Regions from separate parts of the Drosophila melanogaster genome. Here region 1 is linked to region 2. Evidence: chromatin contacts called from public Hi-C data. All regions are on one chromosome and are shown on one strand. The core of a region is the stretch at or near the end of the contact, and the rest is flanking DNA. Distances in the headings are between cores, read along the strand shown.

The links. Hi-C and Micro-C count contacts between places; a contact is called where the count stands out from the background.
Region 1: a contact with region 2 is called in a Hi-C map of the Kc167 cell line, with 5 times the contacts expected there. The contact joins the promoter of RpS10b here to the promoter of Idh3a in region 2. A contact is called at or near these places in 16 of 107 Hi-C or Micro-C datasets (the D17-c3 cell line, the Kc167 cell line, the ML-DmBG3-c2 cell line and 4 more).

What each region holds. Positions count from the first base shown.
Region 1 is chrX:19,596,097-19,599,754 of dm6, forward strand. It overlaps RpS10b (Ribosomal protein S10b), which reads left to right and starts at 1,944. Exons shown (of 3, transcript NM_134480.4): 1 at 1,944-1,981; 2 at 2,053-2,109; 3 at 2,337-3,658. The coding sequence starts at 2,338. The coding sequence ends at 2,820.
Region 2 is chrX:19,520,082-19,523,646 of dm6, forward strand. It overlaps Idh3a (Isocitrate dehydrogenase 3a), which reads right to left and starts at 1,723. Exons shown (of 5, transcript NM_167657.3): 1 at 1,592-1,723; 2 at 579-746; 3 at 1-217. The coding sequence starts at 1,618. CoRest (CoRest,) reads left to right here and starts at 2,018. Exons shown (of 11, transcript NM_001201742.3): 1 at 2,018-2,308; 2 at 2,922-3,234; 3 at 3,306-3,353; 4 at 3,414-3,548. The coding sequence starts at 3,015.

The sequences.
Region 1 (3,658 bases), core at 694-3,193, 76 kb after region 2:
AGGCACTGGTTCCAAAACGGGTATCAATTCATGCATAAATTGTAACGTGTAACGAAATAAGTTTATGGACAAGGGCAAGGGAGAAACCTGTACTTGCGGGTGCACGCTTTAAAGTCCGGCTCTAGCTCATGGTGTGGCGGTCTTGCTTGTACAAATACCTTTTCCCTACAGGCATTAATAATTAAAATCAAGAATTGAGCGTGCTTTCAACAACGGAATAGAGGAGCTAGTATACAAAATCGGAGGAAGAAAATTAATATTTTCGAAAGGAGGAGGAAGTTCTAGAACAGGAGGAATAGCTTAAGAATTGGTTGCCTGCGCAACACAGGTTTAATTATGTTCGCGGATTGCCCTATGCTATCTATGACCACTTTCATTAAAGGCATGGCTCTAGCGGCCCCTTTGGTACCCTATGTCCGATGAAACATCAGCCGAGTTCAGTATTTAAGTTTTTAGAAATTCATTTTTTTATTGCATTCATGGTGGTAACTAATAATTAATAGCAATATTTATAAGTAATAATAGGTAAGTAATAAATTAAATAAGTAAATAAATGAATGCAAACTAAAGTAAGATGAGGAAATATAAGGCAGTAGGTGTTAGTTTTTGCCGTAAATTCAAGAAAAATTTTATAAAAGGTATTCAAGAAAATTGTCATTAAATGGATGCGACACAGGTTGCTAAATATATTTTAGAGGAGAACCAAATTATTTATTTAAATTATCCCATAAACTTATGGTAACTTATGGTAAAGCCTTCTAATATATGATTTAAAAATATAACCTAATTTTTCTCAGTGCAGAATGGCGGTTCGGAGATTTTGAATTTTTCCGATGTAGGTTTAGGTCAGGAAGGGTTCATCCAGCATTATTTTATATACTATGTACATATATATTTCAAATTTGTATATGTTCACTTCATCAGGAACTTCTCACTGTGTAACCTAACTTAACCCAACTGTGCGCTTAACCTAACTGTACGGTTCTATTTTAATTAATACATTTTCTGTGTGCTGCTTCTTATCCTCTTCGGAATTTTCGATGGGAAAAAGTTAGAACCTTCGCGTCTACTAACAGATTACTTTTCGCCCCGATATCCACTAACCTGTGGCTGCCCCAGTCGAAACTTGGGGTCTGGGCGGTGGCGCCCATTATCCTGCTGCATAATAATGCTAATTCCTAAAGTTTGTCTATCCCGGGAGCTGTATTGTTTTACAGCTTTAGTGTTAAACCTACAGATTCTCAGAGAACAGATGGCTACTCATTCGTTGACTAGAAGGGAGGGCGGAGGGCCTTTGCTGAGAGACTCTCAAAATTGAAAGTTTTACCTGGTTCGTCGTAAAACTTTTTTTGTTTTGAGTTCAAATTAATGTTTTATAAATGAAATAATAAATAACTAAATAATAATAATAAATAAATAATAAATAAATAAGCTTATATAATAAGATCCATTTTAATTGTTTTTTCATAAAACAAAATGAGTGATTTTTTTTATAATTACAAATGAAACACTTGAATTACCGAAACAAAAACGCTTAACTGTGCCATCACTAATACTTATTGGCAATAAATAAGTGCGATTTTATGACAACAAAGACGTATCGATAAGATGCATGTGCAAAATGCGGTGTGTGTATTAACTTAATACTTGGCCTAAGGCTTATCGATAAGGATATCGATACTAAAAAGTCCGGCACCATTGTCGCTATCGAATGCCCAAGTATACAAGACAAGCTATGAGAACGAATATAAGGTGGTCAGTTTTAAGTAATTCAAAAAATTCTAAGTCAAAATGTGTCGCAAGTGTAGTTACTTGATTTAATCGCGAAATTTACTCGTGGATTATGTCTTAAGATAATATCGATATATTGCCGGCGTCATCGATTGCTGACACATATCGAAAGGTCCGGCCACACTGCTCACCGTCTTCTTCTTGTCATCCCTTCCGTTTCCCTTTCTTTTCGTCTTCACGTTTCCGGTGAGTGCGTGTGCTCCGCGAATTTTTAAGCAAAACTCCCTATTAAATACCTCCAATTCTCTTTTTTACTTGCAGCGGGAGTATTACGATACGTTCGCGTTCGTGTAACTTTGTGTTTGCAAATCAATCCAGGTAATTGTCGCCGAAAACCCCCATTTTCAAGCGGCCGCACCGGGAAAATATGCGCCCAATGTTGTTCCCGAATGCATGTGTACATTTTTTTTTTGTGTGGACAAAGAAGCGAGTCTTTCAGACTCAATAAACAATGTGTGAATTGGATACCACATGGATGATCTGTAGATATATCCTGGCAATGAACCGAATCTAATTGCTATTTTTTTTTTTTGTTGTTTGTGCAGAATGTTTATGCCAAAGGCCCATCGTGTCGCGATCTACGAGTACCTCTTCAAGGAGGGCGTGATCGTGGCCAAGAAGGATTTCCATGCCCAGAAGCACCCGGAACTGGAGTCGATCCCCAACTTGCACGTGATCAAGGCGATGCAGTCGCTCCACTCGCGCGGACTGGTTAAGGAGCAGTTCGCCTGGCGCCACTACTACTGGTACCTCACCAACGAGGGAATCGAGGAGCTGCGCAGCTACCTCCACCTGCCGCCCGAGATCGTGCCCTCGACGCTGAAGCGCCCTGCCCGCTCGGAGACCGTCCGTCCCCGTCCCGCCGTTGGCGGCCCACGCGGACCCGGTGACGCCTCCAAGACCGGAGAGGATCGCTCCGCCTACCGACGTGCTCCCGGCGGCAGCGGAGTGGACAAGAAGGGCGATGTTGGACCCGGTGCCGGAGAGGTCGAGTTCCGTGGCGGATTCGGACGCGGATCGCGCAACTAAACAACCCAGGCGCTTCAGTTTTTTTTTCTAATGTATAAAAAATTACTCAGTAAAATGTTCAACTGAAGATCCATACCCTTAACAATAGAAGAAACCAACATCTGAAAAATGTGTGTGTGTTTTATGATATGACGATCAATTATAAAGCAAACGCAAGTGAAATTCCGTGCTCCCCTCTATTTTTTTTTTTTGTTTTGTTTTTGTTGTTTGGTCCAGTGATTGTGGTGTGCAAATCGGACGTGGATTCAGATCCCAAGCGTGGCTAAATAGTATAGTAAACCCGATGCCCGGCCAAACTGAAACTGCTAACCCAACACATTTTTGCAAGAAGCTCTTCAGATAACTTTAGAAGTAGGATTTTGCAGATAATTCAGTTTATTTTGCGAGGTTCTGTCGAGAGGAAAGAAGGAATTCTAGCGTAAATACGTTTTTTTGAATACAATACATGCATTCAATTTTGGTAATTTCAAAAGATTGTTGTATATAGATTTGGATATTTGTCGATTTGTAGCTCTTTATTATAAAAATATGTGCAGAAATTCATCGCATTCGTTTATAGCTGTGTGCCAAAACATAGTAGACTTGGGTTGGAATAAACCAGTTGGCTCGAAATACTACATTCAAATATTTAAATAACATTAGAATCCAATTGCTCATAACAAAAACGGCATGAATTGCAAGGACATAGATTAAATTTGATTTACCATCAAAGGAAATGGTATATTTTCTAAACGATAAGCCAAAATCTTCGTATGTGGAGGAACGTAACTTAAATGCTCAATTTCGTTTTATTTGTTCACGCTACTTAAACGTTCACAATTAGTTAAATAACTAGTTT
Region 2 (3,565 bases), core at 473-2,972:
TGGTGACCACGTCCACATCGTCGTACAGCGTCTTGTAGCCCTCGAGACTGCGGCAGGGACGCACGTTGGCGTACAGATTGAACTCCTTGCGCAGGGCCAGATTCAGAGACCGATGGCCCTTGCCGACGGGCGTCATCAGAGGACCCTTCAGGCCGATCTTGTTCGTGTTCACCGAGTCAATGGCGGCCTGTGGGATGCCGAACTTTCCGTCGGGTCCCTGTTAACATGTCACGCACAAATGAAATAAGAAGTAAATAAATAAAGCTAGCTCGCAAATTGTTTTATATATGTGTCGTCTTCTCCGACATATGTATGCATTTTTTTTTTGGCTTTTAACAGAGCAAATTAATATTTGGCGAAAATATTGCATGGATTCGTATCCATTGATTTGGCATTTATATCGAATATATGGCAATGGAATGTTAACTAGAGCCTGGTTGTATTTCAAATTTACCGCCCAGACGACCGTAGTTGCCACCTGTTGTCAAACGGCCACGCGCTTCGAAGGCGATGGCGCTCAACTTGGATTTGAAATGTCAAGTTGAACCACTAACTCTGGCTGGGATTACGACACTTACCCGGACGGGGGTCACGTCCACGGCCTCCCACTCGATGGGGACATTGGCGGCGGTGAAGATTTTCTGCACGGCCGCAGAGATCTCAGGTCCGATGCCATCGCCAGGGATGAGGGTGACTTTCTTGGTGCCGGAGGAGTAGGACCGGCTGGCGGCGGGAGTCGCGTTGACCTGGAAAATAGCAAGACCATAGGCGGGTTACAGAGTGATCTACAGAAATGGTGGCGAGAAAACGCATAGATGGGCAGCAGCAACAGCAGCAGCATCTAGCGGGATTACATAAGTGCCCATGCCAAACAAAAATCCCGTCCGCCCTACCCCCCGTGCCAAACAGTTCGTCGCGTTGAGGTTAGAGTGCACAAATGATTCCCACGGCGCTGATAAGGCCGCAAATCAGGGCCCAATCTCGGTAACTGATTTTTTCCCGCCTCTCGAGTAGGGGGTGGGATTTTCGAGGGTCCGAACCACCCGCCCTGCCCGCCGTTATCGATATCTCGGCCACGCAACGAGGGAGCGAGAGAGAGAGTGTTATGTAAAGTGAATGCGAATTCTAATGCTGTGCTCTTTTCGTTTTCGCCGGACGGACAGCTGATGTCCTGGCGAAGGAGGTGGTGGCCCCCACTGCGGATCCCGGATGGTTCCGTCGCTGCCGCCGCTGTTATGGAACCAACCTGGCTCACTGCTGGCGTCGCAGTCACCGCCGGAGCATCACGCGCTGCAATCAAACCCAGTTGATTGAGCTGCAAGTGTTTTGCGTAATGTGTTGTTGTCGTTGGGAATCGCGGAATCGCAGATCATTGCATCGGTGGTTTGCAGGGTTGGTTAGCGGGCGTGGAGTTGGAGGGCAGGAGCGTCGGACGAGAAACAAAATCGCAATGTTAGTGGTAGTTGGCCAGTACTTTTTGGCCAGCACGTAATCAACTGCTGTCCTGCAGAATTGGTTTGGTCGCTGTATGGTGGGGTTAAGAGGCGCGACGCGGGGCGGGTCAAGTCGCTTAAGCCTAAACGGGTCTTACAATTTTCTGTATGAATCTAGCAGCCATTGCGTTGGATCGGTTTTTGCACTGATTCCTGCCGTATATTATATAGAAAAAAGTCTGTCTTTTTAGTCTGCGCCCGCCGTAGTCGCCACCTTGCGGAAAACTGGCGAATCTGCGGTATATCGGTCGATAGGCATGCGGGGGCAGCGTCGTTGCCACCTGGACTGCGCTCAGATGGGGGTGGAATTACAAATCACCCATATCCCCGTATTTGTATGCTCTCGCTTGCATCAGTCACATAATTGCTGTACGAGCATCATATGTATGGCGTAAAACCACATTAAAGTTGGCTGTGAATAAACAGATGTCGAATATCGATGTCGTCTGCCCGAAATTCAGTACAGCCTGCCGTGTGGCATCCCTGTACAGGGCAAAAGCGAAATATCGGAGCGGCCTAATCGATAGTTTGTGTATCCCTTGCAACCGTGGCTGCTACAGCCACAGTTTAAATTAATTTGAGCATTCGCTCAGTTTTCTGACGTATATTCTAGAAAAAGTGCTGAGAGTGTCCATCAAAAAGGGGCAAGCGAAGCCGTTTCTCGATCTCCAACGAAAACGGGGATAGGATAATCCAAGGGGCCGCCTGTCGAGAAGCCAGGCGAGGGCAAAAAATCGGATCAACCGACAGACAAAGCTGAACTGCGGTCGTCGGCGACAAAGTGCGCTGTGCCCACGGACGACCAGAGAGAATCGGTACGCGAGTGAGTTTTTTTTTCCGCGTTTCAGTTTGGATTTCAGTTACCTGCGCGCAACAACTCCACTGACCAGCCGTTCGCAGCGTTCCGTATCTGGAGTTTCTGGCCAAGAGTACTCCTTTCCAAGTAGCCCCAGCTCCGCGTCCGGCAGGCCGTACTGCGTAAGCGGGCGAAAACGGTACGTGCAGTGAGATCCGTGTGGCAGCGTCTTCGGTTGTGTGCTTGTGGGGCACCAGAGTACCAGGTAGGCGTCCTCCGAGTCCCTCCGTGTCCCTCCGTCCAGCCAGATTCGGATTCCTGCATTCAAATCCAAATGCATTGCCGTTTCCAAACTCAGCTGGCTTGGCCCTCACCCATACACCTATACACGCGTCGCTAGCACACGCAATACACGCGCATACGCTCACACGGACGCACGCACACTTATGAATGTATCTGTTTGACAGCGCACTTCTGCGCTCGTTGCGGGAAAAGTGCCTCTTGCCAAGCGCACACTCTCGCCAAACGCGGTGCAGAGTTTCTATTTGCTGGATTTTTCAGCCGGAGAGCAGAGTACGGCTGTCATCCGTGTCCGAATCAGTCGTTAACACATGTCCCCACTGTTCTTGCAGCTCCGCAGTGCTCGTGTTCGCTAGTGCTCGTGTTTAGCCAAAACTAGCACCCTGGAGAAGCATAACAAGCGCGCCCAGCTCATCCGGGACAAGATGGTGTTGGCGGAGCGCAACACCACGGATGTGGTGCGCAACGGGCGCCGTTCGCGCGGCCCCAGTCCCAATACGCACACCACGGGCGGCGTCACCAACAGCGCCAGCCTCGTGGGCAGCGGCAACAACAGCGGCCACTCCGGGAACGCCAATGCGAACGAGAAGACCACCACAGCTGTGCCAGGTGCAGGCACGCCGGAGAGCTCCGACGACGACAACTGTAAGTGAAACGCCCCGGAATTACCTTCCTGCCACTTCAGCCCACTTATCTGTACCGTCTCCCTTTTCCAGCCACCAAACGGAACGGCAAGAGCAAGGCCAAGCAGTCTGAGTACGAAGGTGAGTACCTGTAGTCTTTTTCCGCACGATGTGGTCTTTAAACAAATTTTCATTTCATAGAGAAAATCCGCGTTGGACGCGACTACCAGGCGGTTTGTCCGCCGCTCGTTCCGGAAGCGGAGCGCCGCCCGGAACAAATGAACGAACGCGCCCTCCTCGTATGGTCGCCCACCAAGGAGATTCCTGATCTGAAATGTACGTATTAGTGGCTT